Regions from separate parts of the Mus musculus genome. Here regions 2, 3, 4 and 5 are each linked to region 1. A link is a contact called in public Hi-C and promoter capture Hi-C data. All regions are on one chromosome and are shown on one strand. The core of a region is the stretch at or near the end of the contact, and the rest is flanking DNA. Distances in the headings are between cores, read along the strand shown. Region 1 holds the start of Ccdc58 (coiled-coil domain containing 58). Region 2 holds the start of Ccdc14 (coiled-coil domain containing 14). Region 3 holds the start of Hacd2 (3-hydroxyacyl-CoA dehydratase 2). Region 4 holds the start of Ndufb4 (NADH:ubiquinone oxidoreductase subunit B4). Region 5 holds the start of Lrrc58 (leucine rich repeat containing 58).

Evidence for each region. Promoter capture Hi-C pulls out the DNA fragments that hold promoters and counts their contacts. Hi-C and Micro-C count contacts between places; a contact is called where the count stands out from the background.
Region 2: a contact with region 1 is called in a promoter capture Hi-C map of pre-B cells, with 3 times the contacts expected there. The contact joins the promoter of Ccdc14 here to the promoter of Ccdc58 in region 1. A contact is called at or near these places in 2 of 39 promoter capture datasets (the C10 cell line and pre-B cells) and 1 of 484 Hi-C or Micro-C datasets (CD4 T cells).
Region 3: a Hi-C map of B cells shows a contact between it and region 1, with 6 read pairs. The contact joins the promoter of Hacd2 here to the promoter of Ccdc58 in region 1. A contact is called at or near these places in 1 of 39 promoter capture datasets (pre-B cells) and 2 of 484 Hi-C or Micro-C datasets (B cells and CD4 T cells).
Region 4: a contact with region 1 is called in a promoter capture Hi-C map of pre-B cells, with 7 times the contacts expected there. The contact joins the promoter of Ndufb4 here to the promoter of Ccdc58 in region 1. A contact is called at or near these places in 6 of 39 promoter capture datasets (the 3T3-L1 cell line, the C10 cell line, embryonic stem cells and 2 more), 4 of 484 Hi-C or Micro-C datasets (CD4 T cells, CD8 T cells and pre-B cells), 1 of 115 datasets of contacts at active chromatin or transcription factors (astrocytes) and 1 of 9 other capture datasets (liver).
Region 5: a promoter capture Hi-C map of pre-B cells shows a contact between it and region 1, with 5 times the contacts expected there. The contact joins the promoter of Lrrc58 here to the promoter of Ccdc58 in region 1. A contact is called at or near these places in 4 of 39 promoter capture datasets (the C10 cell line, liver and pre-B cells) and 2 of 115 datasets of contacts at active chromatin or transcription factors (astrocytes and large pre-B cells).

What each region holds. Positions count from the first base shown.
Region 1 is chr16:36,069,977-36,074,593 of GRCm38.p6, forward strand. Ccdc58 (coiled-coil domain containing 58) reads left to right here and starts at 1,684. Exons shown (of 5, transcript NM_198645.2): 1 at 1,684-2,161. The coding sequence starts at 2,111. It overlaps Fam162a (family with sequence similarity 162, member A), which reads right to left and starts at 1,585. Exons shown (of 5, transcript NM_027342.2): 1 at 1,494-1,585. The coding sequence starts at 1,527.
Region 2 is chr16:34,688,187-34,692,629 of GRCm38.p6, forward strand. It overlaps Ccdc14 (coiled-coil domain containing 14), which reads left to right and starts at 2,430. Exons shown (of 13, transcript NM_172824.3): 1 at 2,430-2,645. The coding sequence starts at 2,472. It overlaps Gm35150 (a long non-coding RNA gene), which reads right to left and starts at 2,520. Exons shown (of 4, transcript XR_876043.1): 1 at 2,452-2,520.
Region 3 is chr16:35,019,685-35,023,690 of GRCm38.p6, forward strand. Hacd2 (3-hydroxyacyl-CoA dehydratase 2) reads left to right here and starts at 2,737. Exons shown (of 7, transcript NM_023587.2): 1 at 2,737-2,951. The coding sequence starts at 2,797. LOC105246106 (a long non-coding RNA gene) reads right to left here and starts at 2,661. Exons shown (of 5, transcript XR_876048.3): 1 at 2,387-2,661; 2 at 2,158-2,254.
Region 4 is chr16:37,651,673-37,655,851 of GRCm38.p6, forward strand. It overlaps Ndufb4 (NADH:ubiquinone oxidoreductase subunit B4), which reads right to left and starts at 2,696. Exons shown (of 3, transcript NM_026610.1): 1 at 2,508-2,696. The coding sequence starts at 2,687.
Region 5 is chr16:37,865,992-37,870,569 of GRCm38.p6, forward strand. It overlaps Lrrc58 (leucine rich repeat containing 58), which reads left to right and starts at 2,409. Exons shown (of 4, transcript NM_177093.3): 1 at 2,409-2,989. The coding sequence starts at 2,505.

The DNA of each region.
Region 1 (4,617 bases), core at 434-2,933:
AACTCGGATAACACAAACTCACTGCCCTCCTTTGGTGCTGACTTTTATCACCAGGTGGTGCTACACAAGTTATTTAGCCCTGTGATTTATGTTTATTTATAAAGACAGGAGGGAATAAGATTCAAGGGGGGCGCTGTAGAAATCAGATAATGTAAATCAGAAAGCGCTTTTATTAATAAAATAGGTAAAAGTAAAAGAAATCACTGGAAGGTGCTCACAACACACCAGACACTCACAGATCACCTGGCAGTCGTTGCCCATAACATCCTTGGTGTGCTATTAAAACATTCCCCATCGGAAGTAAAATTGTTGTTAAATTGTGCAAGGAAGTCTGTCTTGGTTAGAGGCCCAGCAGAGAAGTTCCAAAACATCAGAAATCTTCCAAGACACTTTAGCTTTCCATGACGTGTGCTACAGTCTAGAAAAGTAACTACTGCCAGTGTTTAAGTGACTTTCACATAACTCACAGGTTGCTGATTCTTTTGCTTGCTCTTTTGAAAACTTTGTAATACTTAATAAACATGCACATCGAGATTTTAGATGATTAGATCTTAACTGATACAAATCAAAACCAGTAAAAGAATGAGTGCTTTTTCTCTTTCTCCGTTTTCTTTCTAGAGCAGAGTGGGTGTGAGTTTTTAAGGGTGTAAGCAATGCTGACCCATTGAAAGGTCTTTCAGTCGGTAAAATCTAACCTCTTCACCGGCTACTCTTTACGCAACTATTCTCCATGTACTATTTTTTTTTTTTTGCATTGCTTCAATTACATTTACAATATACATTACTCCAATAACAAAACGTGGAGCTATTCTTTCTCTAAAAATTTAACAACTCTGTAGTAATTTGATGCCATGGAACAAAGGATAGATCATGAAAGTTCATAAAGATGATCAAAAGGTAAGCTACCCTCTAAAGACCCTCAAGATACAAGCTGCAAACTCTCTGATTTCTCAACTTGATAATTCAAGGCTCTCTAGATTTCCCCGAGGCGGGATACGTTCACGTTACCAGACTCCAAAACACTCAACCGCTCCAATGTTTACTGAGAAAACAGGCTATAGACCTTACGTTATTAGCATAACACTTTCCCCTAAGAGAGTCCCGGCACTTACCGCACTATTGTTTAAAAGTATGTACTACCACCCACAACTTAAGGCAACAATTACTCGTATTCTGTGAGATCTTTGAGTCCCTCACCTAAAGAGGGAGGGACAAGTAGGAAGGCACAAGTAGAATAACGGATAGGAGAAAGTCAGGGTGGAAAGCATTACTTCCGTGGATAACTCTTAATAGGAGCTCACAGGAGGATGGGGACCAGGTGGAGGCATCAAGGCACTAACTTAAGATGGGAGCTGCGTGAATGAGCGCCAGATACCAGGGTCTCGGCCAGCCCCCCGCGTCTGCTAAGGCGCTGCGGTCCTCACACGGTTGCAGTAAGCAGGACACCCCCACCGGCGATGCCCCCTCCTGCCGCCCGCAGACCCGCGTCTCACCAGCCGCCAGGCGCAGGCCGCCGAGGCTCCACATGGCCACCCGCTCCGCCGACGCACAGCACCCCACGGCGGCCGCGGCGCTGGCGCTCAATGTCACCAAGGGCCCGCGTGGGGAGGGCGCTGGCGGGGTGGGCGGGGCGTGCCGGCGTGACGCAGCGGGCGTGCGGGACGTGCGCGACGAGCGGAGGATGCGGCCAAACGCCCTGCCTGCCCGGGCATGATGAAGGCGGAGGAGGGAGGGCGATGTCTGCCAACTGCGAAGCGCTGAGTAGTGTTTTAGGACTGTGCAAGCGAGTCACACACGCGGAGGGACTCGGGACCAGGGCCCTATGGCGTCCGGGCTTCGGGAATGCCCGAAGGAAGCCTGCTTTCCACTTAGCTATGTTTTTAAAAACATCTAGTCATTCTCACCGCTTGCCCACCCTCACCTCCCCAAACGCCGTTAGTTTCTCGACGCTTCTTCGAGGGGCTCATCCCTCATTAGCAACCCGATGCTCTAGGCTTAGCGAGAGGAAAGGCAACCGCCCGGGCTCACGGTATTTGCTGTCAGGCAGCACCGCGGACACCTCTGCTCCACGGTGATTGGTCGGCTGCGGGGGTCCTCGTGTTCGTTCAATATGGCGGCGCCCAGTGGCAGTGTGAACTGTGAAGAGTTCGCCGAGTTCCAGGTGATGAGGTTTTCCACACGTGGCAAGCTTGTCCAGCCTTTTGTCCCCACGTCCCAGTCGGTGCTTTGGTCCGGGAAGGGAGGATAGACAAACTGTAGGAAAAGCAAGTTGCTCAGAGCTTTTTATAGGGGAGCCTTTGGAGGTCATGGGGGCTGGGGGTGGCCTTGGAAAGCGGAGGTGCTCAGCGTAGGAGGTGCCGGAGGCTCACCGGGTCATTCTGGAGCGGTCAGGCCGAGCTCTGAAGCTGTGGGTAGGGATAGTTAATAGTTCAGTAGTTCTCCGAACTTCATTCCCAGCTTCTACCAAAACTCCCCTACTTCTAAGTTGAGATTTTGTGGGAGAGAAAAAGTGAAAGAGACCTTGTGTACTTGATAAAGTATTTGGCATAGTGCCTTTTTATGTGTGTGGTGCGATACAATGAATATTTGGAAGCTTGGGGGAGGGTTAAGTCAAATACTTGGTCTGTGCTATCGCCTTCTTGATCCCGAGAGAAGGTGTAACACTTAAGTCAAATATGTGTCTTTTTTGGTACTAAAAATTTCAAAGGTTGAATAGTTAACCAAGAATTCAAGAATAACGATCCGGATGTTGATCAATTCACAATGATGGTTCTGCTATTAAATTAGAGTTGAAGCTAAACAAAAAAACAAAAAAACAAAAAAACATGACCTTTAAAAGTGTATTTTAAGTAGAGATAGTAAAATTTGTTAAACATGTCATTTCCCTATCTGTAGTAACCGTAATACTTTGAGTAGCTTGTAGGTAGTGGTATTCTTGAAGATAACCTCACCAAATTGATTTATTTGGTAAATAATTAGGCCAAAAGTATTTTTTTAACATTTATTTTTATGGGCATCGGTGTTTTGTGGGCATGTATTTCTGTGCACCACATCTGTGCATTAGCTGCAGAGGCCAAAAGAGGGCATTGTATCTCTTAGGACTGAAGTTACAAACTTTTGCAAGTTGCCATATGGGTGCTAGGAATTGAACCTGAGTCCTCTGCAAGAACAGACAGATACTCTTATCCACTGAACCATCATCTCTCCAGCCCCTTGGCCAAAAGACCTAATGAATCTGTGAGTTTAAAAAAAAAAAAAATCAAAAGATTTGTTTACCCAGAACCAGTCTTAGCATATGTTTTAATTTTGTAAATAGGCATTAATTTTTGTTCCCACTCCTTCACAGATAGAACCAGAACATACATGAAGGTACTGTAACAATGTAAAACATTACTATGGCATTTACATTTAGATGAATTTGGTAAAATTATGAAAAACATGGTTGACTGGAATTCTCACAAATTACTAAACAAAATTAATATTCTCAAGAGTTGTTAGATCACTTTGTATGTAGGTATCCTAACCAAGAAAACCAAACAAACCAACCAACCAACCAAACAAACAAACAAAAAAAAGGGTTTTTAAAGTCACTTGAAACAAATGAGTGCTTTTAAATATGCTGCATGCAAATTGAATGAAGTTCCGGACTTGTTTACTATTTGGAGGGTTATATTTTGCATATGATGCAGGGCACAGGTATTTACAAATGCTCCTCCTAGTTTCATGGACATATTCTTAAGGCAGACTTATGTCAACATCAAAATTGATCCTTTTATTTTCAAAAGTTTTCTCATGGGCTTTCCTATGCAATCCCTGTCACTTTCTGTCAAGTTCCAACTATTAGTAATTCTTAATGTTGTTTTCACACAACTATGTATTTTAAGCTTAAAAGGTTTTTAAAGAGTTTTGAACTTTTTGCATTCCCCTTCATTGTAGCATTCCCAGAAAACATCCTATTTCCAAAGCTAAATAGAATTTTTTAAAAAGTTTAAAATTGGATGCTTCAAATCTCATTTTAACATATAATCAACAATTTACTGGGTACATTTTTTATTTTTTGGTTTTTTGAGACAGGCTTTCTCTGTGTAGCCCTGGCTGTCCTGGAATACTCTCACTCTGTAGACCAGGCTGGCCTTGAACTCAGAAATTCTCCTGCCTCTGCCTCCCAAGTGCTGGGACTAAAGGCATATGCCACCACGCCCAGCTATTGGGTACATTTTTAGCCTGTTCATGCAGCCGTAACTAAATACTACAGTCCTAAGTGACTTAAACAGCAGAAATGTGGTTTCTTAAAGTCCTGGAAGCCAGAATTCCAAGATTAGGGTTGTGTTGGGGTTGGCTTCTGGTGAGGTCTTTTCCTGGCATGCAGGCTGTTTTCTCACTGTGTGTTCACACCTTTCCTCTGCAGTTGGAGCAATGTCACTCATATCTCTTCCTCTTCCAATGAGGACCCCAGTTGTGGCAGATTAGGGTTCCTGCCCTGCTGACCTCCATTTGTGTATCTGTTTGTGTATGTATGTATTTGACAAGATCTCACTATGTTGTGGAGGCTGGCCCCGGTAACCCTGGTTCAAGAAGTCCTGCCACTGCCTCTCAAGTAGCTGAAACTGTATTTTG
Region 2 (4,443 bases), core at 1,180-3,679, 1.4 Mb before region 1:
GCTGGGGACTGGGTGAGAGCTACTCCATAGACAGCAAAGAGTTTATCAGGCTGTTAACAAAACCCACTCCTGGCTTTCTGGATGAAATAAATGTTTTTTTGTTTTTTTGTTTTTTTAATTTCCTTCATTGGGGAGACACCCCTGCATGCTGAATATACCCAGTCCTAGTGATTACAAGAAGCTCCGTGCCCACACCAGGATCCAATGCCCTCTTCTGGACTCTGAAGGCTTTGCACTCATGTGCACAAACCCATACAGGGACACACACACACACACACACACACACACACTTATAAAGAAAGAGAAAGGGAAACATCCTTGATTTCAGGTGAATGCTTACCAGAAGGATGGGGAAAGAAAGGAGAGTTTTAAGGTCATTTAGGTATGGTCAACCTTTTGAAATTTGAAATTGAGGCATAAGGTTGCCACCTACAAAGGTCACACTGGAGAACCCCAATAGAGCTTGTACTGGCTGGTTTTATGTGTCAACTTGACACAGGCTGGGGTTATCACAGAGAAAGGAGCTTCAGTTGGGGAAGTACCTCCGTTAGATCAAGCTGTGGGGTATTTTCTCAATTAGTGATCAAGGGGGAAAGGCCCCTTGTGGGTGGGACCATCTCTGGGCTGGCAGTCTTGGGTTCTATAAGAGAGCAGGCTGAGCAAGCCAGGGGAAGCAAGCTAGTAAAGAACATCCCTCCATGGCCTCTGCATCAGCTCCTGCTTCCTGACCTGCTTGAGTTCCAGTCCTGACTTCCTTGGTGATGAACAGCAGTATGGAAGTGTAAGCTGAATAAACTCTTTCCTCCCCAACTACTTCTTGGTCATGATGTTTGTGCAGGAATAGAAACCCTGACTAAGACAGAGCTACTAAAAATAAATTGCAAAACCTTCACCTCATCATTTTAAGTAAGATTTAAGATTTGTTTTAGGTGGCATTCATAAGTATCCTGGGGAACATGCTGCCTTGTGGCCAACACAACTAATACTAAAATCCCTCCACTTGGAGTGTTTACTATACAGATGGGAAGATTTTACTTGTGGAATATGTATATGTGTATATATATGCATATAATTTTATTTATATAATGTATATATTTTTATTTTATTTATTTTTAAATTCTTACATGTATAGATGTTTTCCTTGTGTGTATGTCTGTGTACTACATGCTGGGGACCAGAGGCCAGAAAAGCGCACTGGATTCCCTGGAACTGAAGTTGTAGACAGCTGTGAGCTGATGCTAGGAATTGAACTCAGATCCTCTGCAGTTGTATCTAGTGCTCTTAACTTATGTGCTACCTATTCAGCTACATTTTAACTAATTTTTTTAAAAAGAATTATTTATTTATTTTATATATGTGAGTACACTGTAGCTGTTCAGACACACCAGAAGAGGGCATCAGATCCTATTACAGATGGTTGTGAGCCATCATGTGATTGCAGGGAATTGAACTCAGAATGTCTGGAAGAGCAGTCAGTGCTCTTAACCACTAAGCCATCTCTCCAGCCCCATTTAAATTCATTTTTTAAAAAAGGTTTATTTAAGTAGGGTGTGATAGCATACACCTTTAGCACCAGCATTAGGTAGGCAAAAACAGGAGGGTCTTTGTGAATTTCAGACCAGTATGGTCTACATTGTAAGTTTCAGGCCAAGCAAAATTATGCGCGCGCGCGTGTGTATACATATATATCCTTCTTTAAAATGTCGTATGCATATGTGAGTACCACTTGTACAACTGGTGCCTGAGGAGGCAGAAGAGAGTACTAGATCTTCTGAAATTGGAGTCACATGGTTGTGACCCACTACCTGTGGGTATCCAACCTGAGTTCTTTGCAAGGGCAAGAGTTGCTCTTATCCACTAAGTCTCTACAGGTCCCAGGGTTTTAAAATCAACACAACCCTTTTTTTTTTTTTTTTTTTTTTTAACAAAGGTAGCCATCTTACCATAGAAAGAAGAGTCAACCGGGTTAATTTCTCTCCAACTTGATTTAAAACAATCCCAAATATAGTGTCTCAAACACCATTCTCTATTTAGTGCAGCTATCAGTGGTAAAAAATACTGCCATCCTTTATCAACAGCAATTATCTCGATAGAAAAAGTAGACAGCCAAACCATTGAACACTGTTCAGGTTAGATTTCTATTGACTCTCAAGAACAAATACACTTAAAACAGTACACAAAGCTTCTGAAATCCAGCGGTAGTCCTTTACCCAATGGGCTAGCAGGCCCTGGTTCCCACTTCAACCAGTTTGAAGAATGCTGCAAAGCCAACGAGTTCCTCGCCCCGCCCCTCCCGCAAGGCCCCGCCCACATCAGGCCCCGCCCCCGCGTCCGCCCCGCCCCCCGGGCCGTCTGTTGGCCTCTCCCACTCTCCGCCTGGGCGTGGCAAGCTGGAGCACGCGGAGTCTGTTGCGCACGCCCAGGGCTCCAGGTTCCGACCCGAAGGAAAACCTTTTAGCGCCAAGGAGGCTATGAGTCCCGGCGGTCCGCGGCCTTCTTCCCGGAAGCGGAAGCTCAGGGGGCGGGACAAGGGAGGTCCGGACATCTCGGCGGTTAATTCTTTTTTTCTCAAGTATTCGTTTCCCTACGCCTGGGCTCTTCTGAGGCTGAGAGAAATGGTCAGGTCCGGATCTCGACCGGGCCAGGTGAGGGCTGCGGACCTGATGAGTCCACTGTGGGGTGGCGAGAGGCGAGGGGGATTTAGGAAGGTGCTAGAAAAAAAATAGTAACTGCGGCGCGCCCGAAGTGGTGAGGACGTCCCTAGATGAATGCTTTATTCAGGGCGGCCGTGCCAGTCTTCCAGAGCGCAGTTTGGTGTCAGACCCCGGGTTCGAAGCCCAGCCTTTATCACCAGTGCAGTGACCTCCTTCCCGCTCTGTGCTTTGCAGTTGTTTCCAATATTACGTAGTTATCCAGCAATTGTGCCTCTACAAAGCCAGTAATTTGCCCGACTTGGTCATTTGTCCGACTGCCTAATAACATCTCTATCAGAGAAGTTCTTAGGATCTTAGCTTGAGTTAATCCTCTCCCCGGATTCAGCTTCTCGGTGCTTCTCTTAACTGATCTTCTGTCTCTGTTGTTGGAGTCTCCCAGTAAGTGGCTGTACCCGCCCTCCGTTCTCAAACGCGTGACTCTTGATGTTCTCTAGTAACTGCTCCAAGTACGACAGGGAAACCCATTTTCAAGATACACATTTGGCTTGGAACAGAGCCATTTTGGATCCTTTGCAGTTCCCGCCCCATCCAATCAGGTCCAATAGAGCTAAACTAGTTTTAGCCCTGCTGTGCCCTGGGCGTTCTGACCTTTCGTGCTCCCACGTCTTTTCAAATTATGGTGGGCCTGTTAATTCTATTTTCCTTCTAGCCCTCATGTCAAGAACCGTCTCTAGAATATTTTTCCAACACCATCACATCTCCGCTAGTTGGGCGTGCTTCAGGCCACCTTCCGCATCTTGCAATCTTCCACAAATCACTTCATGTTGGACCTGGTGCTAGTCTACTACTAGAATATTTCATCTCTGTCTTGGAGATTTAGAAAGCACTTGGCATATAGTAGACTTGGGGTTTTACTTTGTTTCCCACCATTTAACAACATACCTATAATGTTGTCTTTCTTGCTAATGTATATTTTGCACTCCCCCCTCCCCCCCAAAAAAAAAACCCTGTCTTGAGACTTCCTTTTTTGAATGGTTGCATGTTGTCAATATGTCTAGGGAAATATGCTGTAGTCATCAAAGAAATGGAAGTTAAAATATTTTCTATCACAAAATAAGTATTGGTGATGGTGTTGAGAAATTGGTACTCTTGTATAGTCCTGGTGAGAATATAACTAGTATAGCTTCCTCAGAAAATAAGCCGAGCACGACAGTGCACAAGTGTAGCCCTAGTATTTGGGAACCCGAGGCAGGAGGATCATGAGCTCAAGGCCAACTTGAATAACAGTGAGATCCAGTCTCAAAAAAACCCAAACCACTTAAAGTAGAGCTAAGGTGACCCAGCCAGCTTCATTACTGGTACTTATTCAAAAGAGCTGAAATCAAGATTTTAAAGAGCTGTTTGCGATTCCTTGCATTGTTGCATTCGTCGCAACAGCTAAGACATAGAAACAACCTAAATATCTCTGAGTGAGTGGGTAAAGAAATTACGGTCACATACATCTAATGGAATATTACTCAGCCTTAAGGGAGGTCTGCCGTATGCAGTAGCAGTGTGTGTGATGTGTGAGACTGACTTAGTGGACTCAGCTGTTCCTAGAGGACAGCTGCTGCTTGCTTTCCCATACGTGTGTCTGAGGTAGCCCAATTCAGAAGCAGAGCCGTGGCTATAGAGAGCATGGGGTTGCTACTCAATAGGTATAAGTTTTAAGTGTACGAAATCTAGGAGTCAGTGAGATATATTGTACCTGTAGGTAATACTTTATTTTGTTAAGATAGAGGAGATGTTA
Region 3 (4,006 bases), core at 1,487-3,986, 1.0 Mb before region 1:
GATTCCCTGGGCTGTGTCTAATGTTTGACGGTGTGTCTCTCTATCAGCTCCTATCAGATGCTGGATGGAGTTTCTTTGTTGACAATTTTGGTAGGCTCTGGCCCACAAGTATAGTAAAGTCTCAGTAAGAATTGTCTCATTGATCTTTGTTTTTTTTTCTGGTTGTGTTTGGTTCTATCCTAGGTGTCTGTCTGGGCTATCCAGCTCTGGTTCCTGGCCTTCAGGGAGTGTCAGGTCCATTGGGCTCCCTCTCCTCTCATGGCTCTTAAGCTAGACCAGTCATTGATTGGCCACTCCCACAAATTCTGAGCCACCTTTACCCCAGCACACTTTCAGAAAGGAGAAATTGTAGGTTGAAGGTTTTGTGGCTAGGTTGGTGACCCAATCCCTTTTCTGGAAGTCTTGCCTGGTTACATCAGATGGCTGATACAGGCTCCATATTCCCCATCACTATGATTCTTGGGAGTTTCCATTGCATGGAGTTTCTACCTTGCTCCTGAAATGCCTCCCAATTCCAGTAGTCTCTCCCAGGACTCTCTTCCTCTACTCACCCCTCATCTGACCCATCCTGTTTCCATCCCCACTTGTTCCTAGTCAACCCACAAAATCTATTCTATCTCCCCTCCCCAGTGATATTTATGTGTAATTAAAAAGATCACCTGTACTTTGCAGAGCTGATGGGTATAAATAACTACAAAAATATATTCTGAGTTTTAAGTTGATTTCCAACTTTATGCCTTTGTGACTCTTACTTTCCTATTGTATTATACTGAAAAGAGAGTCAGTTAAATGAATGAGAGTTTTAAAGTGAATGATTGTTTTGAAAAATAGTTCACTCCTTTATGAGAGGTGCGGGGGTGGTTTGCATTTTTGGATTTTAGTTTTTGGGGTTTTTTTTTTGGCTTGGTTTTTATTTTATTTAAGATTTATTTATTGTAGGAGTGTTTCACCTGCATGTATGTATATGTACCATGTGTGTGCTTGGTGATTTTTGAGGTCAGATGATGGAGTAAGGGATGTTGAAAACTAAACCTGTACCTTCCTCCTTCACATGTTCTTTTAAAAGTCAGGGGAAAAGGCAGCAGGATGTCTTTACAGTCTTTGAGAGCAGGTAAGGATGAGAATTCAGCAATTTCTCTGCTCCTACCTCTCAGTTTCTGGGGGTGCATCATGACTTTCAATCCTAGCATCCTGAAGCTCTCAAATCTCTAGCCTGCAGGTCTTCCTGAACCTCAGAGTCTAAATCTAATTGTCTCTTCCACATTTCCACTTACATTTCTAAAAAGGATTTCAAGCTAAACATAAAAGTCCTGACTTCTGCCTTCAAACTTACTTCTTCTTCTTCTTTTTTTTATTTTTTGGTTTTTGGTTTGGGGAGACAGGGTTTCTCTGTGTAGCCCTGGCTGTCCTGGAACTCACTCTGTAGACCAGGCTGGCCTCGAACTCAGAAATCCGCCTGCCTCTGCCTCCCAAGTGCTGGGATTAAAGGCCTGAGCCACCACCGTCCAGCTCAAACTTACTTCTTTTTACAGCTTGTTCTCCCAAGCAATCTGAATGCTCCTTTTACCTTCCTTTAAAACCAAATGTTCTACCCAACACATTTCACTAACTCTAAAATATTCTGAGAATTCAATGTTCCTCACTTCAACTATTATCACACTGGCTTAAATCACTATCATTGTGACCTGGATCATTGTAATAATTTTCTGATACCACTTTTCACCAGCTAATTCATATCGATTCATTCCTGGATCCTTCTGTGTAATCTCTTGAAGACTGACGACGTTTGTTTCTTTCATTTATTTTGAAATATGTATATTTTCCAATACAACCTTGTATATGCTCCACAAGTACTTCTTGGAATCAATACATATTTTATTACATTACATAAATGCCAGTATATTTATGAACACTGATAGTAAGGTACTTTTTATGAAGAAAGTACTAAAAAAAGAAATGAGTGGGGTCAGCAGATTAAAGGAGCTTTCAGAAGTTATTTCTGATCTAACTCAGTAGAAGTATTTCCCTCCCACCTAGCCCATAACCTGTAGGTATAAACAACTCTTTACTGCCTTACAAGGTCCACCACTAACCACTGATTGACCTTAATCCTCTTTAATAAAAAGCAGGCCTACAAATGGAGAAAAACTGGCTAACCTTTAGAGACTGTTGGGAGTGTCCAAGAGAGCAGGTTTAAAAAAAAAAAAATCCAAAGACAGGGAAGAAATTGTTGAAGGCTATTTCCCCGAGTTGGCTACAATTAGAAGAGAAAGATAATATGTTACAAAAATGCTGGTTCCTTCTGCTCTCTGAACAGGACACACAGCTTAACTGACGTCAATCACCCTCTAGCTACTTGGGCAACTGTGTACAGGGGTAAAGATACCTGGTACCTGGTAGAGGCTAAAGTTACCGAGGACCAGGACATATCATTTGGATCCAGCAGGAAGAGATGGTCATAAGATAGCAAATGACCAGAGACAAATTATCCGTAAGAACAGGCCTGACAAGTGAGGCCCAGGTTCACATTAACCTGATCAAACCTGGCGCTGGATGCCCACACGGATTGTGCGCCGGAAGTTGGGAGGAAATTACCCCTATCCAAGATGGCGGCTACGGAGACGAGCGCCTGGAGCGTCTTTGCCCTCATCCAAGATGGCGGCCCCCGTGGGCGCTGTCCCGGCTCCGCCCCGTGCCGCGGCCCCGCCTCTCCCTCGTCCCTTCCTCCGCCCCCTCGTAGAGCCCAGTTGGGTCTGAGGTGCAGGCGCGAGGGGAGCGGGGTTGCGGGCGCTTGACATGGCGGCAGCGGCGGCGACTGCAGCGACCAAGGGGAATGGGGGCGGCAGTGGCCGAGTCGGGGCTGGCGACAGCAGCGGCGCGCGGAAGAAGAAGGGCCCCGGGCCTGTGGCCACGGCGTACCTGGTCATCTACAATGTGGTGATGACGGCGGGGTGAGGCTGGAGCTCCCTCCCCGGGGAGGCGGGGAGCGAGCTCTGTGACCGGCGGGGTCGGACCCGCAGCCCGGGGCGGCCGCGGGGCGAGCATGGGGCAGGCTGGCCGCAGAGCTGCCTGGTCAGGGCCGCGGCGGGGCGAGCGGGCGGGCGGGCGAGCGGGCGGGCCACAGGTGCGGCGCGGCGCGGCGCGGAGGCCAGCCCCGGGCGGCCGGTCAGCACTTCCCCAGCCCGGCGAGGAAGCCCGCCTGGCTGCGGAGATCATTCATTTAGGCGGCCGCTTTCAAAACCCAGGCGGGAGCGTTCGTCTGGGAGGCGGTAGGAACGTGGTCGAAGTTTTCCGCCAGCCGCCCGAGCCGGAGCGGTCCGAGACCGGGGCGGAGACTTTGGAGGGGGATTACTTAGATTTTCTTGGGGCAAGTTGAGATAGGGAGAGAATCGACTCTGGGGATGGTGTCTACCCCATTTCAAGTCTGTCTCTTCATAGCAGGGCTTTTAGTTCCAGTTCTCACACAACTCGCCCTGGGACTTTGAAGAAACCTGCTTCTTTCTCTGGGTCTCTAGTGGGTTTGGTTTTTTTTTTTTTTTGTTTGTTTTTGTTTTTTTGTTTCCCCCCCAGTTAGGTAGAGTTGGGCTAGGTGAATCCAGTTTCGCAATCCGGTGGTTTTGGTGAGCTGGATCACCATATAAATTTAAATTGTCAGGAAATTCCTAAGTCGTAAAACTTCTTAGGTGCAATTTCTCCTGCCTTCTGTTCTCCCTTCCCTTTTCTCTTTCTTTTCCCGTTTTTTTTTTTTTTTTTTTTTTTTTTCTTTTTTCTTTTTGACCAGAACTCATTATGTAGTCCTGGCTCGCCTGGAACTTGTGATTCTCCTGCCTCAATCTTGTGACTGTTGGAATCAGGGGCCTGTGCCACACCACTCTTGACTCCCTAGCAAGCATTCATCCGTTTGTTTACTGGTGCTGGCGATTGAACTTAGGGCCTCACACTTGCTTGTACTCTACTACTGTGCTAGCACTATGGCTTTTTTTTTTTTTTTGTAAGACTTTCAAGT
Region 4 (4,179 bases), core at 1,446-3,945, 1.6 Mb after region 1:
GCCCATCCTATTCTCACCACACCTTGCCATCTCACAACTACTGTCACAGAGCCCATTAACTGCGAGATTTAACTACTACAGAGATTTAACTGCTGCAGAGGCCTCCTAGCTCCTCCCTCTCTGCCCTCACTTCCTCCCAGACAATTCTTGAGGAAACAAACTTGAGAGATTTTGTTAAGTCTCCGTTATGTGACTGCCTCCTCAGTAGAGATCTTTACAATGTCATACAAGGTCCATGTGATCAAGTCGCAGGGATCTCTTTGACTTCGGTTTGTCACTGTACCCCCCACTATTTTATCCATAACAGTCTCATAAGAAACAAAACTTCATCATCGAAATACATTCTATGTAATTCTCACCAATGCATCTAATATAAAATAAAATAACACAATTAATAAAGATGTTATTTTTAAAAAGGCAATCATGTTATAAGGACATAAAATGAAACTTGGCTCCACCTCCTGAGTACTAGGTCTGCTAACATATTTTGAAATAGCTCTCTGGTATAGTTTGAGATATATTAAATGCTAGAGCTGGTCTTGTACCTACAGTGTCTTCTAATTGGCACACTCTTTCCCTTTCCCTCAAGCTAACTCCTTTGGTTCACTTCTTTCAGATCCTTACTTAAATGTCATGCTCCAAGAATGGGATTGTGGCTCAGTGGTGAGCGCTTCCCTCCCATGTGAGACCATGGATTTGATCCCAAACACTACAAAACAAACAAACAAAAACAAGATGCCCAAAGCCCTGTTCCAAACAGGTGCTTCCTTCCCTGGTGCACGCAGGGTTGACCCCACCCTTATTTTCTGTACCACTCACCACCGGCTCAAACACCAAATGATTCAGATTTCTAACGCACTTAGTATTTGTCATCCCCATTCCAAACACAGGTAGCTCTACAAGGCCAGGGACTTCCAGCTGGCTTTGTACTCTCAACTCAGCATCTTCGTCTCATAATAGGTCCTGAGCAGTTATTTTTGACCTAATTAGTTACCCCTAAAGACTAGACAAAGGGTGCACAAGTTTTGGCTGGTAAACGATTAATGGGGCAGCTAAGGAGGCAGGTGTCTCTATTTCTATTAGAGATGCGAAATGGAAACTTCCCTGGGTTACAGAGATCAAAAAACAGACGACTGGGGGTTCAAACTTCACATCTGACTGAGGCCTTACTCTAGTTACTTTTAAAAAGTTAAACAAACAAACAGGCCCCGTGTTGTGGTTCATGCCTTTAATGTGAGCACTCACAAAGCGGAGGCAGGTTGATCTCTGTGAGTTCAAGGCCAGCCTGTTCTACATACTGATTTCCAGGACAGCCAGGGCTGCTGTATATTCAGACCCTGTCTGAAAAAAAAAAAAAAATAGTAACAATCCCATGCTATCTAGCTTATAGTATAGAACAGGTGTATCTCTTTCACCATGTAAACAAAGGTCTGCTTGAGGATACTCTATCTGTGCAGAAGGTAATATAAGTCACACAGACTAGGGTGTGTGACCTGTTTCTGGGTGTCACTGTCCATACAGTCTCATCTAGAAAGCCAAGAGACTAACACAGTAACCTCTGTGAATGACTGCGACATTTAATTTTTTTAAATGTCTTTCAGACCAGGCATGGGTTTCAAGTGGCAGTAACCCCAGTATGTGAGGCTGTGGCTGGAGGACCTGGCATTCTGAGCCACCTGGAGACTAGCATTGAACCTGACCACTTTGTGTAACTTTCCCTTGGTTGTTCTAACTTTCAAAAATGATAGAGAATATGTATGCAATTGTTGGAAAATCTTTATTTAAAAAAAAATCCCATTTGAGATATTTAGACAGCTTTTACAGAAGAAACTGTCTAAAAGCACACTTGCCAAAATATTTTTTTAGTGATGTATGTTACATACATAGTAATGCTACGTACTTTCTTGTTTGATTTCACAAATCTGACGGATGCACACCATTTTCCACGAGAACACAAAAAAGCTATGGTTTGAGAGGGATTACGTAAATTGCCCAGGGATCATAGTTGGTTATTATATGGGGCCATGAGGTCTGCTTCCAAAGCCGAATGCATCAAAGCCTCAGCTTCTATAACACACTTCATTTGAACAACCCCTATTCTCAAGAGAAAGAAAGAAGTGTCCTTGAGAGTTAGGAGCTGAATGGCACAAAACAGCTTTTTATGCAGTACACTTGGGAGAACCGGGCTTGAGCACGCCCTTTTCGAGGAAGATACTGTGCTAGATTAGTCAGTCATGTGTTAATCTGCCTCAAAAGATATGAAGGACCATATTATGGCCATGTTTCAGACAAGAAAGCCGAGACTATGCAGAGTGGAACAAGTTTCTCTAAACCAAGGGGGAAGCCGTCCGATCCCTTTGACCACTGAGCCGAAGGCCGAAGTTGAAGGGCCAAGGGCTGTGCGGCTCGGGGCCGGTGTCCAGCACACGGAGGGAGCTGGGCGGCCCCGCGTGTGCCCACGCGAGATGCGGCTGCCCCGGCCCACAGTCCCGCCCGGCCCCACTCACGATGTGCGACACGCGTTTGGGGTCGTTGTACTGAAGCAGATACTCCCGTTTAAGCCGGGCCCTTATGCTCAAGCGCTCGACCTGCGCCCTTCTGGTCTCCGGAGACACGTCATACTCGGCAGGGTCGAGGGTACTGGGGAGAGTGGCCAGGGGCGCAGGCTTATACTTGGAACCCGACATCTTGACTCCCGGCGCACATCTGCGCCTGCGCGGATATGAGGGCTGCCCTCTCGAGTCTGACCTTCAGGCTCAGGAAGTGCGCCTGCGCGCGCACAAGGCGCTCTGGCAGGAAGGGGCGGGAGAGGGGTGGGGTTCGAGGCTGGGTGGAGCCTTTGCCAATCCTCCTTCACGCCCTCGTCCCGCGTATTCTGCGCGTGCGCACTGCTTCTCGTTTTGCCTCCTCTTGTCTGGTGGTAAACTCCTTTTCTCTCTGTGCTACTACTTGTTTGCAGAACTGATTTCCTGAAGTTGAGTAGACTAGAGGAGACTGGGAAACTGGGTTGTCTGTGACTCCTGAAGTCCTACAGTCCAGGGTGGGTTCTTCCAACCTGGGTGACCTTGTCATTAGTCAAGGTCATTAGTGTCTCCCAAATTTCCTTTTTCTTACCCTGGAGAAATGACCTTGACTCTGCACTCCTAGCAAGGTTGTTGGAATTAAATGAGACATTGAAAACAATGAAATTGCTTTTCAAACATTTCCCTAGCTACGCCCCACCCCAAACAAAAAAGAGAATAAGCTTTCTAAAGGTTACCACTTTAGGACCAATCCACTGTTAACCCCAAAGATGGGAGGAGAAAGACCACCGACTCAGATCATCTCGTCCAGATTAATTAAAGTCAGGTTTTTATTCCTGTACACGAGCTGCCTCCCCCTGCCTCCTCCTAAGGCAAGGTTCATTGGATGTGAGGAAGGCTTTTATAGCTCAGAGGTAGAGGAGTTCTAAATGGGGGATTTGTGGCAAAATAGGAGTTACAGGAGCAGAATATAGGCATAATAAGTTAGTCTCCTGAAACAAAGACACAAAGGCAGTCATAACAGCAGGTAGTCATACAAGGTACCCATACAAACCTTTTGCAAGATAAACATTAACTTTTTGAAACAAAAATGTGAGTGCTATTCCTGGAACAGGCAGTACAGAACCATTTGTAGTTAAGGTTACAGGTGGGGCATAGCCCAATCTTTGATTAATTAACAGCTTTAATTCATCAAGTTAATTTGTTTAACTTAGTTTGTCTTTACTATCAGATGGCTTTTAAACCTAAGATGGAGGCAGACTGGTTCTTCACCACCTAAGTATAAGCTTATCTTTTGAAGACATAAAATACTGTTTAAAAGGAGAGTGGGGTTACAGAGCAAGTTTTACCTGGCTGTAGTAGATCAGAAAATAATAAAGAATGAAACTCCTGAGTAAATACCTTAGTGAAAATGCAAACAAAACAAAACAAAAACACCTCTCTTAAATCCTCAGCACTCCTCAGGTGCTGAAAGTAAAAGACATCCTTTCAGATAGGAAAGTAACAAGCAGAATAACAGTGCATTCCCGCAAACCCTTGGGAGGCTGAGGCAGGAGCTCTGAGCTCAAGGCCGGCCTGGGGTACACCACAAACCTCTGTTTCAAGAGAATAAGAACAGGAAAGATGATTTGGAGAGTAAATGAAGGTAACATGCAGC
Region 5 (4,578 bases), core at 1,159-3,658, 1.8 Mb after region 1:
GCAGGTCTGGCGGGAAGGGCTGGGTGGCAAGGGAGAGTGAGGGTGGATTGAAGAGGCAAAGCCACAATGATACGCATGTATAAGCAAGCTGTGAAGAACCACGTGACTTATTACACTTGCATAAAAAGTAATTATAGCCGGGCGTGGTGGCGCACACCTTTAATCCCAGCACTAGGGAGGCAGAGGCAGGCGGATTTCTAAGTTCAAAGCCAGCCTGGTCTACAGAGTGAGTTCCAGGACAGCCAGGGCTACACAGAGAAACCCTGTCTCCAAAAACCACACATTAAAAAAAATTTAATTATAAACAAATCGTGCCTGCAGTGAATGGTAGGGAGTTGAATATAAGGGCATGCACTAAAAAATGAAAATGAAGAGCTTTTCTTTACATGGGAGCCCATTCTGGTTGAGGAGATACACTGTTTACGTTGATATTGATCGTTTTCTTGTTATAGCTTCAAAAATAATACCATGTTCAACTTTTACAAGACAGTTTCTGTTCGACGATCTGCTTCCATCTAGCCTAAATTCAACAAACAGATATCGATAGCACAAATCTTTATTAAAATAGGTCATACTACAGCTCTTCAAGCAGTAGACTCTAAATTTTGTCAGTTTGCCCATTTCTTTGCTACAGCTCCATTTTCTACCCTCTTTCCTTCACTGTTTATTTAAAAAGGAGTTTCTGCCCCACTTAGGACTTTCTGCATAGCTTCAGATTCTATTATTGAGATCATCTTTCCCCTACTACCTGATGTTTACACAGGCTAGCTCTTTTTCTCAATCATGTTTTGTTTTTTTCCCTCGTTTGACATTGCTACTGCTTGTTGTTTTACCAAGAGTACACATTTTTAAAGCATTAAGTATTCTTGATCACAGTAGGGCTTCTTCTAGAATATTAGGTTGATCTGAAATAAGGTCCATTTTAAAAAAGGAACTTCCAAATCAGATGTCTTCAAGACACTTGCAGATTTTATTTTATTTTTTAGACATGGTTTCTTTTTTTTTGTTACCCTGACAGTCCTAAAACTATGTAGATCAGGCTGGTACTCACAGAGACACTCCCACCTCTGCCTCCTGAATGTTGGGATTAAAAGCAGGTACTACTATGTCTGGCACATATTTTTTAAATTCCACTCATAGATTGTTTAAACTAACAAACATGACAACTCAATCATAAAGCTTAGCTGTGAAGTAGCATGAAGTCTCTCATCTGCACAACTGAGTAGATGAGGTTATGATTTTTAGGAAAAAAAGCAATTTAATCCCACTGGTTATCACATAACCTTTTAACTTTCTTGTATTTAAGCTCGGTAAGAAACTAAGCTTTTCTCTTATTTCCACTAATGACTTTAAAATTACAAAACGAAATCTCAGAAAAGATTGACATTGAAATGGGATCAGGATGAAAATAAATCTACTGGAATTAGTGAATTAGAGCTAGAGTCAAGACTTTCCCAGTTAAATTCTATCTAGTTCTCACTTGCAGAGTGCTTTGAACGCTTTCTCCATCTGAGCTCAGTGTAAGCTAGATCTAATAAAGGGGGCTCCTATATCCAACTCCCAAGCGCATTCCCATGCCCAAGGGACCAAAGCCCACAGGAGTGATTCTGTGATTGACGTGGACAAAGTTCTTATTGGACACACAATACTTTTACAATGGTGCTTTTTGTTGTTGTTTTGGGGTTTGTTTTTTTTCCAAACAAGGTTTCACTGTATAGCTGTGGCTGTCTTGGCTCGCTCGCGTTAGACAATGCTTTAAGAAACAACAGGCAATCAGGGAAGGGAAGGTCTTCAAGCATGCTTTCCAGCTGGGGCGACAGCCATCTCCGACTTTGGCTTTAGCTTCGAAGAGGCCTTTGTTCTTCACCGTGTAGCCCTGGCTAGCCTGGGCTATGTAGGTCAGGCGGGCCTCAGACTCAGTACGGCTGCCTCTGCATTTCAGAGCGGGGACGAGAGGCGTGGGGCCACCAAGCACGTTCTCCTGAAGACATTAAATTCTCAGGCTACGTCCCCGTCATGGCTACTCTCTCTGGATCCCGCAAAAATGGGGGGGCCCCGGCCTCAAGTGAGAACAAAGGAGGCGGCGCCCCGTGACGCGCAGGCCCCCGGGCGGGATCAACAGCCCCGGAGCTGTTTACTCTGGCGGCCAAGGCCACCACCGGGTGCCACACTATAAAGGGCGAGCTGCCCGCTCCGGGGAGCCTCAGGCCTCCGGCTCGCCCACCGAGCCCCGCGACGCCCGGGCGAGCACAGCTCCCTCACACGGTTCCCGGGAGCGCCAGGCCTCGGCTCCTGCGCAGCGGACGCCGCGCCGTGCGCCACGTGAGGCGGAGCCCGGCCCCCGGAGCGGCGCGCGCACCCGGCGCCGACCATCGCGTGACTCGGAGGGCGCGCGGGGGTGAGCGCCCGGGCCGTACCGGGCCGCGCCGCGCCACTTCCGACGCGGCGCTCGCTTTAGGTTCCGGGGCGCGCCGCCTCGGCTCGCGGGCCCGGGATCCGGCGGGATGGAGGAGGCCGCGCTCGGGGAGGCCGAACTCAACTGGTCCCGCCTCAGCGTGTCGGCCGAGGCGTTGGAGTCGGAGCTGGAGGCGCGCGCCGAGGAGCGGCGCGGCGCGCGCGAGGCTCTCCTGCGGCTGCTGCTGCCCTACAACCGCCTGACGTCGCTGCCGCGGGCGTTGGGCGGCGGCTTCCCGCACCTCCAGCTCCTGGACGTGAGCGGCAACTCGCTCACGGCGCTGGGGCCCGAGCTGCTGACGCTGAGCGGCCTGCGCACGCTGCTGGCCAGGAACAACCGGCTCGGCGGCCCGGGCTCGCTGCCCAAGGGCCTGGCCCAGTCGCCGCTCTGCCGCAGCCTCCAAGTGCTCAACCTCAGCGGCAACTGCTTCCAGGAGCTGCCCGCCTCGCTGCTGGAGCTGCGCGCCCTTCAGACCCTCAGCCTGGGCGGCAACCAGCTGCAGAGCATCCCCGCCGAGATCGAGAACTTGCGGAGGTGAGCGGCGGCGAGTCCCGGGGGTGGGGAGCGGGGCGGTGGCCCGAGCTCCGTGGCACCGGGTTGGAGGGGGAGGGGGACTAGGCGAGCCATTGTCACCCGTAGCGTCTGACCAAGGGTGGGTGGGTGGGTGGTAGCCTTTGGGTTGTGTTTGGCCTGCCGCAGGTCTTCGACGCCCCCCGCGCCCCCCAATGAACTCTGGAATTCATTGTGGAGACCATGCTAACCTCAAGCTCACAGAGCTCCGCCTGCCTCTACCTCCCAAATCTGGGGCTAAAAGACATGCGCCACTAAGCCGGACTTCGCCTTCTTTCTTGAGTCTAGACAGGGAGTCAAAAGGGCTCCCGTTAACAGAGGTTGGCGATTTCTTACTGGTTAAGTCTTCCGAGACTTTCCATGCGTTTGCATCAAAGTGGCATTTAACGTGGCGTAGGAGGTGCTGACCTACTTCCTTGGTTTTTATTTCCAGTTCCCCTCTTTTCCCGATACCCAAAGTACCATTTGTGGAGTCAGTGAGCCTTGCACACACACACACACCCAGAAAGGCAGCTTCACTAAATTGTGGGGTTGGGGTTGGGTACAAAAAAAAAAAACAAAAAAACCCAAAAACAACAACAACAAAAAAAAACCACGCTGCGCTTCCTTTGACCCTGAGGAACTATTCACATTTCAAAATTTTATCTTAGGAGTCTTTTCTGTAATTCTAAAAAAAAAAAAAAAAAAAAAAAAAAAAAAAAAAAAAACTGTTCCCAGGACAATTAGAGCCAAATTACTTCCTCTGTGTGTCACACATCATACCATTGTATCTGTGTTACTGTATGTTACTGAATGTGATTCCTTCTTTACAGGAACTGTCTGTCCTATCTCCTAGTGGCTTAGTCAGTAGTGTACTGGAGTGAGGAGGTGCAGAGAGGATAATAGAAGTGCTCTAATGTGCCCTGCAGGGGAGTCAAAGCAAAACAAGAAAGCATCTTCCACTTGTTAAATATTTTTCCTCTCTTTTAATTGGTTAGCCAAGATAAAAGAATGTGGAGCCAGAAAGAACCTTCGAGTTAACAGGGAAAACATTGACCCAGGAATAAGACTTTTTCTTCACATCTCACCCTTCTGCTGGTCACTTAGCACTTCCTGTTTGCCAAATGAGGCATCTGGACACAGTGTCCCTTAATTTGCTCCTCGATAGATGTTTACACAGTACTTGATGTGTCCCAACATTTTCCTAAGTTCTGGGGCTAATCCCCTGAGATAGAATGACAGGGATTTGACCTATTTTGGTTCTTGAGTAAGTGCCGTTTGAGTCAGCCTTCTGAAGGAAGTAACAGTGAAGATTTGAGTGTGAGCCATTGGACCAATCCAGGTAAAAAGAAGAGTGTGTGTGAAAGTCCAGGAGCAAGGAAAAGAACTGCTGAAAGATGATCATTGCAAAGAACCGGGGACACTCAGAGGGTGTCACATCTTGAAGACTTCCATAGAGTGTGGGTTGTATTCTGAGTGCACATGTTTGTTCCTGTGGAGTGGCAAGGGGCTGAATGAAGGAGAAGGGATTTGGGGGCTGGTTAGGAGGCCATTGTGGTAGACACCGGTAACCT